4 separate regions of the Mus musculus genome follow, and all the other regions are linked to region 4. The links are chromatin contacts, called in public promoter capture Hi-C and targeted proximity ligation maps. All regions are on one chromosome and are shown on one strand. The core of a region is the stretch at or near the end of the contact, and the rest is flanking DNA. Distances in the headings are between cores, read along the strand shown. Region 1 overlaps Vps13a (vacuolar protein sorting 13A). Region 2 overlaps Vps13a (vacuolar protein sorting 13A). Region 3 holds the start of Foxb2 (forkhead box B2). Region 4 holds the start of Cep78 (centrosomal protein 78).

The links. Promoter capture Hi-C pulls out the DNA fragments that hold promoters and counts their contacts.
Region 1: a contact with region 4 is called in a promoter capture Hi-C map of embryonic stem cells, with 2.2 times the contacts expected there. A contact is called at or near these places in 8 of 39 promoter capture datasets (the 3T3-L1 cell line, the C10 cell line, embryonic stem cells and 4 more) and 1 of 9 other capture datasets (adipose tissue).
Region 2: a contact with region 4 is called in a targeted proximity ligation map of bone marrow-derived macrophages, with 7 times the contacts expected there. A contact is called at or near these places in 6 of 39 promoter capture datasets (the 3T3-L1 cell line, the C10 cell line, hippocampal neurons and 2 more), 2 of 130 datasets of targeted methods (bone marrow-derived macrophages and pro-B cells) and 1 of 9 other capture datasets (adipose tissue).
Region 3: a contact with region 4 is called in a targeted proximity ligation map of bone marrow-derived macrophages, with 3 times the contacts expected there. A contact is called at or near these places in 1 of 39 promoter capture datasets (the C10 cell line) and 1 of 130 datasets of targeted methods (bone marrow-derived macrophages).

The regions. Positions count from the first base shown.
Region 1 is chr19:16,736,908-16,740,372 of GRCm38.p6, forward strand. The region is part of intron 17 of Vps13a (vacuolar protein sorting 13A); the gene reads right to left. Among named protein-coding and RNA genes, the nearest start is that of Vps13a, 42 kb to the right of the region's middle.
Region 2 is chr19:16,700,568-16,703,863 of GRCm38.p6, forward strand. Vps13a (vacuolar protein sorting 13A) reads right to left here. Exons shown (of 72, transcript NM_173028.4): 30 at 3,121-3,237; 31 at 2,937-3,040; 32 at 554-721. Among named protein-coding and RNA genes, the nearest start is that of Vps13a, 79 kb to the right of the region's middle.
Region 3 is chr19:16,872,094-16,875,112 of GRCm38.p6, forward strand. Foxb2 (forkhead box B2) reads right to left here and starts at 1,737. Exons shown (of 1, transcript NM_008023.2): 1 at 223-1,737. The coding sequence starts at 1,547. The coding sequence ends at 261.
Region 4 is chr19:15,983,518-15,986,627 of GRCm38.p6, forward strand. Cep78 (centrosomal protein 78) reads right to left here and starts at 1,472. Exons shown (of 15, transcript NM_198019.2): 1 at 1,096-1,472. The coding sequence starts at 1,363. C130060C02Rik (RIKEN cDNA C130060C02 gene) reads left to right here and starts at 1,558. Exons shown (of 3, transcript NR_045355.1): 1 at 1,558-1,775; 2 at 2,990-3,110.

The sequences.
Region 1 (3,465 bases), core at 359-2,858, 750 kb after region 4:
AGATCAATCTGGAGGGTCCTCAGAAAGTTGAAATTAGATCTACCTAAAGACCTAGCTATACCACTCTTGGGCATATACCCAAAAGATGCCCTACCACACCACAGAGGTGCGTGCTCCACTATGTTCAAATTGGCCTTATCTGTAATAGCCAGGAGCTGGAAACAACCCAGACGTCCCATAACGGATGAATGGATACAGAAACTGTGGCACACTTACACAATGCAATACCATTCAGCTATTAAGAATGAGGACATCATGAGTTCTGCAGGCAAATGGATGGAACTAGAATATCCTGAGTGAGGTGTCTCAGACCCAAAAGGACACACACGGTATGTACTCACTAATAAGTGGATATAAGCCTTTTAAAAAGTACAGAATACCCAGGATACAATCCACCGAACTCAAGAAGGTTAACAAGGGGAAGAGCCCAAGTGAGAAGCCTCAATCCCACTTGGGAGAGAGAAGACAGTAATCACAGGAAGCAAAGGGAGGGAGGTACTGGGGAGGAGAGGGAGGGGAGGGAGGGGGGAGTGGAAAAGGGGAACATGATCAGGTATAGGGGAGTGGGGTAGGGAAACAGGAAGAAGCCCTAAGGGCCAGCAGAAAGAATGGAAGTAAGCAACCTCAGAGGGTGGGAGGTGGGGGGACCCTCTAGAATGTACAGAGACCTGTTAGTCAGAGAATCTCAGGACTCAAAGGGAGGGACCTTAGATGAAATGCCCTACAGTGGGAAGAGGGAACTTGTAGAGTCTACCTCCAATAGAAAGACAAGAGCAACAAGTGGAGGGATAGGATTGCTATCCCACAGTCAAAACTCTGACCCAGAAGTGTTCCTGTCTAAAAGAGCTCAAGGAACAAAAATGAAGAAGAGACTGAGGGAAAGAAGATTCAGTGACCGGCCCAACTTAGGATTCATCTCAAGGGGAGCCAGGCCTGACACTATTACTGATGCTATGGGTGCTTACAGACAGAAGCCTAGCGTGGTTGCCCACAGAGAGGTACAACAAACTGCTAAGACGGATGCAGATACTTACATCCAAACCAATGAACTGAAGTCAGGAAAAGGCTGGAAGAAGCTGAGGAGGAGGGTGATTCCATAGGAAGACCAGCAGTCTCAACTAACTGGGACCCCTGAGATCTCTCAGATAATGAGTCATCAGCCAGGCGGCATACACTTGCTAGTATGAGGCCCCAGACATATATACAGCAGAGGACTACCTTATATGGCCTCACTGAGAGAACCCTGGAGAGACTTGAGGCCCCAGGGAGGGCGGAGGCCTGGTGGGGGGGTAGGAGGATAGAAGCAACATCCTCTTGGAAACAGGAGTGGGGGAGGAGGAATTAGCTGAGGAACTGTGGGAGGGGAGAAATGACTGGACTGTAAAAAATAAAATAAAATAATAAAAAACCCAAAACAATAACAAAAGAGGGAAGGAAGAGGGCAGGAGAACAAAGAGAAGCAAGGCGGACAGAGGAGCATGTTTAAAAGAAAGAAAAAGAGACAGAGACACCCACAGCCAAACTGAGGATTGTGCTAGGGTATTGTTATGGAAGACTAGGAGAAAAGATTGCAGGCCCGAAGGGGATAGGAACTCCGCAGGAACACCAATAGAATCAACTAACCTGAACCCTTGGGGCTCTCAGAGAGTTAACTACCAACCAAAGAACATACCTGGGCTGGACCCAGGCCTCCCTGTTCATATGTAGCAGACGAGCAGCTTGACCTTCCTGTGGGTCCTAACAACTGGAGCAGAGGCTATCCCAAAAACTGTTGCCTATACTGGGATATGTTCTTCTAGCTGGGCTGCCCTGTTCTAGTCTCAGTGGGAAAAGTACCTGGCCTCTCAGAGGCTTAAAGTACCAGGATTGGGGGGATACACAGGGGGTTCCCCACCTGCTCAGAGGAGAAGAGAAATGAGGAATAGGGAAAGGATTATGGGAGGGGTGACCAAGAAGGAGGCAGTGAGTGGGATATAAACTGAGTAATTAAAAAAATTAAATTAAATTAAAGAAAGCAAGTTAGGTTTTATGCAGAGTAAAGGAAGCCTTAAATGTATGAAGTCTTGAGTAATGTGTGTTGTTGATATGGCCTAGTTATGACATGGAGCTTAGCCTCAGCTGCTTGGGAAAATGGCAAAGGTGACTGCCCTCTGCCCTGAGGAGTATGGGGGAATTGAGGCGCACAAGGGTAGGAAAGCCTCCATCTGCTCCATGTTCTGAAGTTGAAAGTATATTTATATTCTCCCCCTGCATTTATAGCCTACAGGGACTGCTCCTACTAATGAGCTAAGCCTGCCTCCTTGGTCTGCTGCACTATCACCCGGCCTCTCTGTTCAAACTGTGTATAATAAATGCACTGGGCTTCTGGGGTTCTGCACTTTCTTCACCAGAGCCCAGCTCTCCCAGTCCCAGCTTGTATCTGTCTGTCTACCTGTCTGTCTTTCTTTTCTTCACTTGCTCACCTCTCAAGTCAGTCTGTACCTGGAGTTGTGCTGAATGCGGCAACATTTGTTGTTTCTTTTTGCATGGCACAAATATTACTTTTTAATTTTTCTTTAGTGTTCTATGCTTTATCAACATGTTACTTTCTACTGAATACATTAATAATTTCAAAAACTTACATAGTACACAGTAAAGTCTAACCACCTGAACACACACAAAGATTGCACTGAATCACAAGTCCCAGCACTGAAGACTATGATGTCTGAAAGCTGAACTCCAGCCTTACACTGATACTTTTTAAGACAGAGCTGAAACACTATCCACCTTGGTAGTTTTTGAAACAGTCTCTCATTGGCACCTAGGGCTCACCAACTCAACTGGGCTGGCTGGACTAAGCTTCAAGGACCTCCCTGTGTCTACTGCCTGCTCTAGGACTGCAGGCTGCTCCCTCCCACCCCAGCTTTTGACAAGGGCTCTGGGATTCAAACTCAGGGTGCAGTGAGCACTATTTCCCAGCAATACCATATCTTTTTTTAAAAATTTATTTATATATATATATATATATATATTATTAGGTATTTTCTTCATTTACATTTCAAATGCTATCCCAAATGGCCCCATACCCTCCCCCACCCACTCCCACTTCTTGGCCCTGGCAATACCATATCTTATTGTTGTTCTGTTTTTAAAGAAAATTACTGACCAGTCTGAGAACTCTATTACTGAAATAGTGGAGTCTTATCCTATTTAAAATGTTCCAAAGCTAACCAATAATTAAAAATTGTCATGTGGTTAAAATGACCCTTCAAAAATCTAAGTGCCCCAACAAAGCAAGGCAACTTTTTCTTTTTAAACCCCAAACCATATTCAACGGCCAAGGATGCTCATAGCACAACAGACAGATGAAAATCTCGATAAGCTGAATGAAGACATGGAGAGGAGGCCCTACTTCCACCCTGAGTCTTTGACTAAATTCCAGTCACTAAAAAGGACACATGACATAATTGTGTTATCCAAAGAACC
Region 2 (3,296 bases), core at 129-2,628, 720 kb after region 4:
ATTCTATTTTGGACTTCTTTTAATCAAATGTGGTCTTTTAACCTGAAGATACTATAAAATTTTTCTATGAAGTATTTTTGCATAAGGAAAAAGCAAATATGAAGAAATATCCTTTGTTACTCTAGTTTTAATTTGTAAAATATATTGTTAGGCCAGACATGATGAAATATACATTAATTCTCAGCACTTGGGAAGCAAAGGCAGGTGGGTCTCTGTAAGTTCCAGGTCATCTTGGTCTATTCTCTAAGTTCTAGGCCAGCTAGGGACATATCTTAAAAAAAAAATATGTATGTGTATGTGTGTGTGTGTATACACACACATACATATATACATACACACACATATATATGTATATATATAATATATATACATGTACACATAAATATATGTATATATGTATACATTTGTGTGTAAACATACATTACATACACACATGTGTGTTTATGTACATAATCTAAAATTTTAATGCATGCATAATTTTTAAGATGGGTCTTCATCTATTTTTAAAACATAGCAATTTCTTTCTAGAAAAGTAATTTATTAAAATACATACCAATATAGAATACAGGAATTTTGTGATGAACACTACTTCAATGCAACCAACAGTTAAATGAACCCGAATGTCAACCACACTCATATCTGTGTATGCATAGCCAGCAGTTGCATCCATGTAAGAAATCATTTTGAAGCTGAAAACTTCTTTTCCAGTGATATAAAGAGCCTTAAAGAGACAAGAACCCCAAATGTCAAAAATCAATATTTGAAGTATTATACCCCAAGACAAAAATGAAATGAAGCAAAATAATAAAATATTCTACTATTTGGAAAATCTTCCAGAAATTTGAGAAAGTACAAATGAGACAACAATTCAAAATGCTTTATTAGAATTTGTACCCTAATGCGTTTTCTGTTGTCTTATGTTTGATAACAGAGGAGAAGAGATCTGTATCTCTCTTGGATTTTCTGCTTTGCACTGAGGCATCACAGAAACAACTTTAGTTAACTTTCAAAGCTGAGACACACCACAGGCACAGATTCCCTATACTCAAGTGTCTCATTCCACTAGGTCTGAGACTTTGAATCTTTTTTTTTTCATATTCTTCATTGGAATATCTTAGATTTAAACTTTTCATTCTTCATTGATTGATTAAGAATTGTTTTAATTACTAAAATAGAATTGCTTAAAATTTCCAGCTCCATATTGCCAGTTTAAAATGTAAGAGACAAGAAACTATGTTTTTTGTTTTTTTTTTAATTTAGAACACAGTATTAAGTTTATAGTTTTCTTGACTCTTAAATTCTAAATACAGTAACTAGGGGTTGAAAAGCACCAGGAAAACCAACCACAGAACAACAAGTCCCAAGAAGAAAAAGTATGAGCAATTTTGGAAAGCAGAAGGAAGAAATGCAAAACAGGAAGTTAGGCTTCAGATGAGATGCACAAAGCTAGACTGAAGACCATTTCACACCCTAAAAATAACAAATAGCCGAAGAATTATTATAATTTTCTCACTGCTATTAGAAATATGAAATAACAATACAACAAAGTATGCTATCATCTAAGAAAAATCAGGAAGATTCCAAGAGGAAGGGATGGCAAATATTGTGAGTTAAGTAAGAACAATTCAGCTAAAACATGGAGGTTGAGGGAACACCAATGCAGGGCACCAAGTCCCTGGGAAACTGAAACAGTCCTTCCTCCATGGCAGGGCCTTCCTTGCTGGCCTCTGCTGGGAATGCATGAGGAACGACTCAGGAGAATTAGGGTTTTACTCAGAGCAGGTCCTGGAAAAATGAAAACATTTCCATTCATCCCACTCAAGGCCCAAACACTGGGCTACCAAGATAGCTCAGGGGCTATCAACACCGATCACCCTTCTAAAGGACTGGGGTTCAATTTCCAGCATCCACAAGGTAGCTCAAGATCAGTTATATCTCCAGTTCCACAGGATCCAACAACCTCTTCTGGTCTCCATGGACATCAGACACAACCATGGTACACAGAACAAAAGACACAGAGACAGATGACAAAATATTCATACATATAAAAATAAATACATTAATTATTTTAAAAGGCCCAAAGCATGGGTGTGGGAGGGAGGAATGGGAGAAAGATACCTTGGACGTTAGTGAGGCCCAGCTTTCAGTCTGTCTGTAGGGGGTAGAAAACCAACTAACTGGGGAAAGATCATAACTATGGGCGGGGAGAAGGGAGGGGATGGGGATTTGTGGAGGGGAAACTGGGAAGGGAGATAACATTTGAAATGTCAATAAATAAAATAACAAATAAAAAAAGAAAAAAATGAATAATAATATTGATAACAAACTTGGTCCAGCAATGAAGAAAATGTTCTCTCTTGTTAAACTCTAAGTGCTCACATACTGACTCAAAAAGAACTGATTCAGGGTTTTCTTATCTCACACTTTAGTATTTGTCACCACTTCCTTCAACACATAGTCTGCTTAAATTCCTTATTATTCAAGAATTACTAACAAAATAACTTAGCCATCGACATTGTTTTCAAAGAATTCTCTTATTTTAATAGTTATATACACTGGTGAGCATCCTTGAAAATACACTTGAAGTCGTTCACACCTTCTAATACCATTATATGAAACAGGCAGTTTAGGATATTTGAAGAACAGAATATTTATTTTGGAGTGAGAAGAATTATTAGCAACACTCCTCTCCCAACCACCCCAAAGGTTCTTTCTTCCAAGAACATCATTTACTTGGGAAAAATTATAATTTTAATTTTATAAATAAAAGCTAAATTATATAACAAAAAGGATCACACAAATATTAAGCATCTTTGTGCCTTAATCTAACCCCATTATGCATAAGATACACTGGTGATCTATGACAATTATTATTTAATTGATGTGAACATTACATATTAATGATGTATTAGCATTTAATAAAAACAAAATCTCACCTTTTTGTAGATAGCCATTTTATCAGAATCTAACACAATTATATTCCTTAGCTTTGCATTTATTTCAGTGACTAGAGGTTTCATAATCATCTCAGAATCAAGCCCTAGGGGAATGAAACAATAAATGATTGTTCTGTCTTCTTCAATTTGTTAATACTAAATACATTTTATGAGATGTTATTACCTTCAATTTTAATTTCAGAAATGTTTTGTTTCTGATCCTGAATAAAAATCTGTAGACAAGATAATTCTGCCAAAAGCTGCAAGGTAATAATATCTTCATTCGTGGGTAGCTTTAAAGCTACAAAACAAAAATCACATTGTAACAACACAAGGAAAGGTTTAGAAATTACCACACTA
Region 3 (3,019 bases), core at 487-2,986, 890 kb after region 4:
TTCACTGACCACGTTTGCTCCTCTCTCCCATAACTTACCGACTTTTATTACAATAGAAACTCTTACCTGAAAATGGGCTTTCATTAATTAATCTGATTTACAAGATAGTATAAACACAGACACCAGGAAGTTACATTTATTCAGACCAGTGCAGCATTTAGCTCAATGCCAAGTTTGCTGACCTTCCTGGAGCACCCTCTCGGTCTGGGACCATTGTCTCAGTCTCTCGACAGGCGCCTTCTCACCGGTCGCGGGGTCCCCTAAGAATGCACCAACACCGAGTGTAGGGAGCTCCCCTTGCTGTCAGCCCTGCCGGCTGCGGTGGGCTCCAAGAGAGGGGCTGTGGGTGAGGCGGCGGCCGCGCACACGGTGGAGGGAGCAGGCAGCTGCTGCGACGCCGTGGGGACAGACAACGCCGGCGGCAGCGTGGTCACGGGTGGTAGCGCAGGCGTGGGCTTGATGGGCACCGGTACAGCTGGCAGGCTCTGGTTTGCCGAGTGGCACAGAGCCTTGACTGGCACCCCGAATGCCCCATACTCCGGGCCTACCGGGACCCCAGCTGCGGCGGCAGCAGCGGCAGCCGCGGCTACCGAATCCATCACGCCAACATGAGGCCACACGGAGCCGACAACATTGCTGAGCTGGCCCGGCACGGGGTAGCCCAAGTGGTGCATGACCGACGCCAAAGGCAACCCTCCAGCCTGCAGCACGCCCTTGTAGTCCCGCCCGATGATGTTCTCTATGGCGAACGGATGTTTGAAGCCTGTGGTGGACGCGGCGGCTGCAGCGGCGGCGGCGGCGGCCGAGCCCAGCCCGTAGGGTGGGAACTGAGACAGACGCCCCACGCTGCCCACCGCTGCGGCCGCCGCCGCTGCTGCGGCCGCCGCCACGGCCGCCGCCTCCTGCATCTTGCCGGGATGGGACGTCTGCGGAGGCTGCGACTGCGGCTGTGGCTGCTGCGCGGGCTGCGACGGGAGGTGTGGAGGCTGCGGAGCCGGAGCCGGCTGCTGGTGGAAATAGGGCACCATGTGCGGCGGCGGCGGCGGGGGCGGCTGCGGCGGGTGGTGATGGTGGTGATGGTGTGCGGCGTGGTGGTGATGGTGGTGGTGGTGGTGTGCGTGGTGGGGATGGTGGGGATGCAGGTGACCTCCTGGCCCCGTGCCGGGCGCGCCCTTGCTGCTTCCTGAGTGTAGGTGAGCGTGGTCTGCGCGTAGCACCTTGAAGCGCTTGCGGCGCCGCAGGAAGCTGCCGTTCTCGAACATGTCACCGCAGTCAGGGTGTAGCGCCCAGAAGCTGCCCTTACCGGGTTGGTCCGGCCTCCGAGGGATCTTGATGAAACAGTCGTTGAAGGAGAGGTTGTGGCGCAGGCTGTTCTGCCAGCGCTGCGTGTGCTCGCGGTAGTAGGGGAAGCGCTCCATGATGAACTTGTAGATGTCGCTCAGAGGCAGCATCTTCTCAGCCGAATGCTGGATGGCCATGGCGGTCAGTGAGATGTAAGAGTAGGGCGGCTTTTGGTCGCTGTAGGAACTCTTCCCTGGCCGTGGCATCTTCCCAGGCTCTTCCACTTCCGTCCGGCCCACAGTGGGCCTTAACGCCTCTCGGAAAGCCGGATACCAGGCTTAAGTGTCCCCACTAATTCTCTCTCCACCTGCGCAGCCTGATCCCCAGCTTTCTTGGTCCCCAGACCCCTTTTGCCTTGGTCCTCCTCCTTCGGGGAGCTGCCCCGGGTCCCCGCAATTGGCTTTTTGAGCCAATACAGTTTTATGGCGCTCACAACTTCTGGTCTTGACTGTCGTGGGCAGGCCCTCACAGTAGCCAGAGAGACTCGCCAGCTTTACCTTGCTTTTCTCCGTCTCGTCCTCCTCTTGGATGACTAGACTTGAGCTCTGGAGCGAAAGGCTGTGGAATGAGTTTCTTTTTGGTCTCTTTTCCCTTTATCGGTACAAAGGCAGCTCAGATCAAACCAACTGGATAATGAAGACTGGCTTTTTAAGCTCGAGTCCACACTAGCTGTCCCGAGGCCACTGGTGACCGATCTTTCGACCCTGGAAGCTGACCTGGTACTGGGTCTGTCCGCGCTGGAGTTCAAATCTTACAAAAAGGGGTAGACAGGGTAAGAAGAGAGAGAGGGAGCGCGCACTTTCCTATCCGCTACTGTACGTACGTACCCTCTTTTTTCAGGAGATCTGCAGGCAAGCTGAAAATGGAAGAGGCACCGAGCTCTAGGTGGTGGTTCCAAGAAAAAAGTTTGGTGCTGTCTACAGCAGCGGCGCCCACCGTCAGGCTCTATGGAGGGGACGGTGTCAGAACTCCCGGAGCTAGCCGCAGGCTGCAGGGGGCGTCTGCGTAGACAGGCTAGGACCCGGCTCGCCCGGTCCGAACAGCCGTCTGAGCTGCAGCTGCAGCCGCTCTGCCCCGCGGGTTTTGAGAAGACGCGCTGCTGTGGCAGCGACGCGCTCTCCTGGCTGCGTTTTGTAATGGTCCCCGAGACGCCGAGACCCCTGCAGCTTGCGCTTCGAGACTATCACATGACCGAGGCTGAGGGACTCCGCCGCCGCCGCCTCCACAGCCTCTTCTTTTGCTGAAGAAGGGGCAAGAAGGCACAATTTCTCGTCTCCGCCCCTTCTCCATTTCCACTGGTCACCCCGACCCTTCGCTTTCACTTCCCGCTTGCCAGCCCAGGCTTCAGCCGTCTGACCACTGAGAAGGGGTCACTGTCTAGTTGTGGGGGTCTGCTGTTCCACAGCAAGGGGGCACGGCACTGCTTTCTCACCCGTCAGGTCTTGCATAGCTCTCTCCCTTTATCATTCAGTCTTTTCACCCACTCTCCCTTAGTTTCCCGGTGGCCTAGCCATTTAGGTCTCCAGTTTGGAGCACCTTTGTCTCCAGCTCCTTTTCTCTTGGAGAAACAGAGACGCCCAGAGGGTTGTAAGTGGAAACCAATAGAAAGAAGAGCTGGGGCCTACAGATCGGCCCATTTTTTGGCAGGTTCAGCGAGGCACGAATTGCTCTTTGCACC
Region 4 (3,110 bases), core at 222-2,721:
AAATTTAAAAAATGGGTGAAGAGCCATCAAAGGACACCCAACACCCCTTTCTTGTTTCTGAGTGTGCACATACGCCAATACTAAGATACACAAACACACAAATATGCAAATCAGTAAGGAACATATATATTGGATGGTAATTTTTTTTTTTTGGCTTCTGGGCGGGTGTTCATGAATGACCATAGAAGCACCACAAAGACTTGGCTGGGAGTTACAAAAATTCAAATGAAAGGAACTTGTAAATACGTTATCTGCAAATAACCAGAGTCAACTGTTTTACAACGGGTTCGTCAAAAATAATAGTTCCAGTCGGGCAGTGGTGGCGCACGCCTTCAATCCCAGCACTCGAGAGGCAGAGGCAGGCCAGACTCTGAGTTCAAGGCCAGCCTGGTCTACAGAGTGAGTTCCAAGATAGCCAGGGCTACACAGAGAAACCCTGTCTCTCAAATAAATAAATAAATAAATAAATAAATAAATAAATAAATAAATAAATAAATAAATAAAAGAAACAAATAATAATAGTCCCTTGGGCTGGAGAGATGGCTCAATGGTTGGACATACTTGCTGCTCTTGCAAAGGATGCGAGTTCGGTTCCCAGCATCCATATGGTGGTTCACATATGGACTCCGACCTCTTACCCCCTTTTCTGTACTCCGCAGGCACTGCACACACATAGTGCACATACACACGCGAAGGCAAAACCCTCAAATATTTTTCTAAAAATCAAAAAAGACGTCCCTGATTATTTTTTTGTTATACATTTTTTTCTTTCCATCTTTAACCTTCTCCTTTTCTGTATTAAACTTGCAATTACGAATGAAGGGAGATTGTACATTTAAACCCCTAAAAGAAGAGAGGGCAGGGACCATTTGCTAAATTATCACGCATATTCCCCTCGGGGTGCAGAGTTGGTCATCCTCGCTGTAATAAGGGGCAGTGTCGAGTTCTACTCCCTAGCTTGACTACTCCAGACAACGGACCGAGGCGGCAACCTGCAAGGGAGGCGGCGGCAAAAACTCCTTTGTGGCTAGGTGGAGGCCGCTTCGCAGGCTGATCCTGCACCGGGCTCCCACTTCTCCGACCAAACCCTCGCACCTCCGGACCGCAGAACTGTTTCCCCGAGCCACGGCTGGAAGGAGCTCTTGATGGCCACCAGCGGCAGGTCGCGGTTCACCCTGAGCGTGCTGAGCAGCGGTGCCCAGTCCACCGCGCGCAGCCGGTCGGCATTGAAGTCCAGCACGCCGTCCCGCAGGCAGGCGCGCACGGCGGGCAGCGGCACGGAGTCCTGCAGCGCGCACAGGTACTCGTAGTGCGAGAAGAAGTCGGCCGCGCAGTCGCGCCGGAGCTTCACCGAGTCGATCATGACCGGCAACCCCGGGGACCTCCACCAGCCGCCCCGCGCCGCCTCCCGCCACGCCTCGGGCGGTTAGCGCCCGCTCTGGGAGCCGCCGCCGCCGTTCTAGTCACCGGCGAGCTCCCGCGGGCGACGTGCGCATGCGTCGGCGCGCTCGCTGTGCGTCAGAGCGCGGGCCACGCCCACCCGGGCTCGCTACGTCCAACGCGCCATCAGCTGGAGGCGAGTAGATGCTCTGCAGTGAGCGCGCCTCTGGGTACCAAAAGTGAGGTGCAATGGAGTGACGACCTGAGAACCGGGCTTGACCTGAGAACTGAGAAGCGGGTTTAGCCTCGAGAAGACTGTTAGAAGCGCTCAACTGTTTATGCTTCCTCACCGAGAGAAGTCACAAGAAGAATTTCCCAACACGTATGCAAACCAGGTGGCTTCCTTCCTCTCTTCTTTGGGTTAGGCAAAGCTAGAGTTTAGCTTAGTATCCTCCATTGATGGTGGATATTTCTCTCCCTCTCTATCTCTCTATGTGTTGTTTGAGACAACGTTTCTCTGTATAACAGTCCTGGCTGTCCTGGAACTCACTTTGTAGACTAGGTTGGCCTCGAACTCTTACTAGTTTTCAATGTTAGTACTCTAAATAAACTCGAAGACGACTCCTGTATCACAGAGAGACCATAATTTCATTACGGTTTTATTATTAATGATTTTAACAGAGTTAGTAACATTGAGCATAATAGCTATGGAAAGTGAACTTGGGATTCACTCAGCAGTGGTTAAGTTGAGCTATTTTATTCCCTATGTCATGTTATTTAGTTATGCATTAAAATGAATTACTTTGAGCAGAAACAAAGTGAACTCTGGGTAATAAATACATCAGTCTGTTTTATTCTTTTTAAGGATTTATTTATGGGTACGTGCCTGTATGCTATCTGTGTGCAAGTGTCCAGAGTGACCAGAAGAAGGCATCAGATCCTCTGGAACTGGTGTTACAGGTGGTAGTGAGCCAGTCAGTGTAGGTGCTGGGAACCAGACTCAGAGCCTCTGAAAGAAGAGCTGTCTCTAGCCACCATTTCAGTTACATTTGTAAAAGATTTGCTTATATTTTTATTCAGTGTGTGTGTGTGTGTGTGTGAGTGACACGTGTACACAGTGCTTAGGGATATCAGAAAGGGGCGTCAGATGCCTTGGACCTGAAGTTATAGGCATTTGAGACATTTGTGACCCACCCACCATAGGTGCTGGGAATGGAACCCAGTCCTCTGGAAGGGCAGTTAAGTGCACCTAAGTGCTAAGCCATTTCTCTGAAATACTTTAAAGCACATTTATAAATTCCTGAGGTATGAGTTTGATTTTCTGTTTATAAGGCATACTATATTCAAGAGACATTATGAATGACAGGCTAAATGTCCACAGTTAAGTCTTTTGTGTCCTCATTCACTTCTTTTAAAACATAAGTTTGTTGTTTTTAGTCTGTCATTGGTAACTGCGAAGTGTTCTCGTAAATGGAAGGCTCTATTCTGGCTTTTGTTTCTTTTGGATGGATGATGAAGATTGTGGCTAACACTGATAACTAGTACTTTTTATTTCTGTAGCATTGTTTATTTATTTTATTTTATTTTATTTTATTTTACTTTGATACAGTGTCTTGCTACGTAGCCTGGCCTCTTCTGGACTTCGTCATCTTCTTTCAGCTTCCTGAGTGCTGGGATTATAGGAAGGAGCCACTACATTCAGCCAGTCAGTTTAAATAGAGTTCCACCTT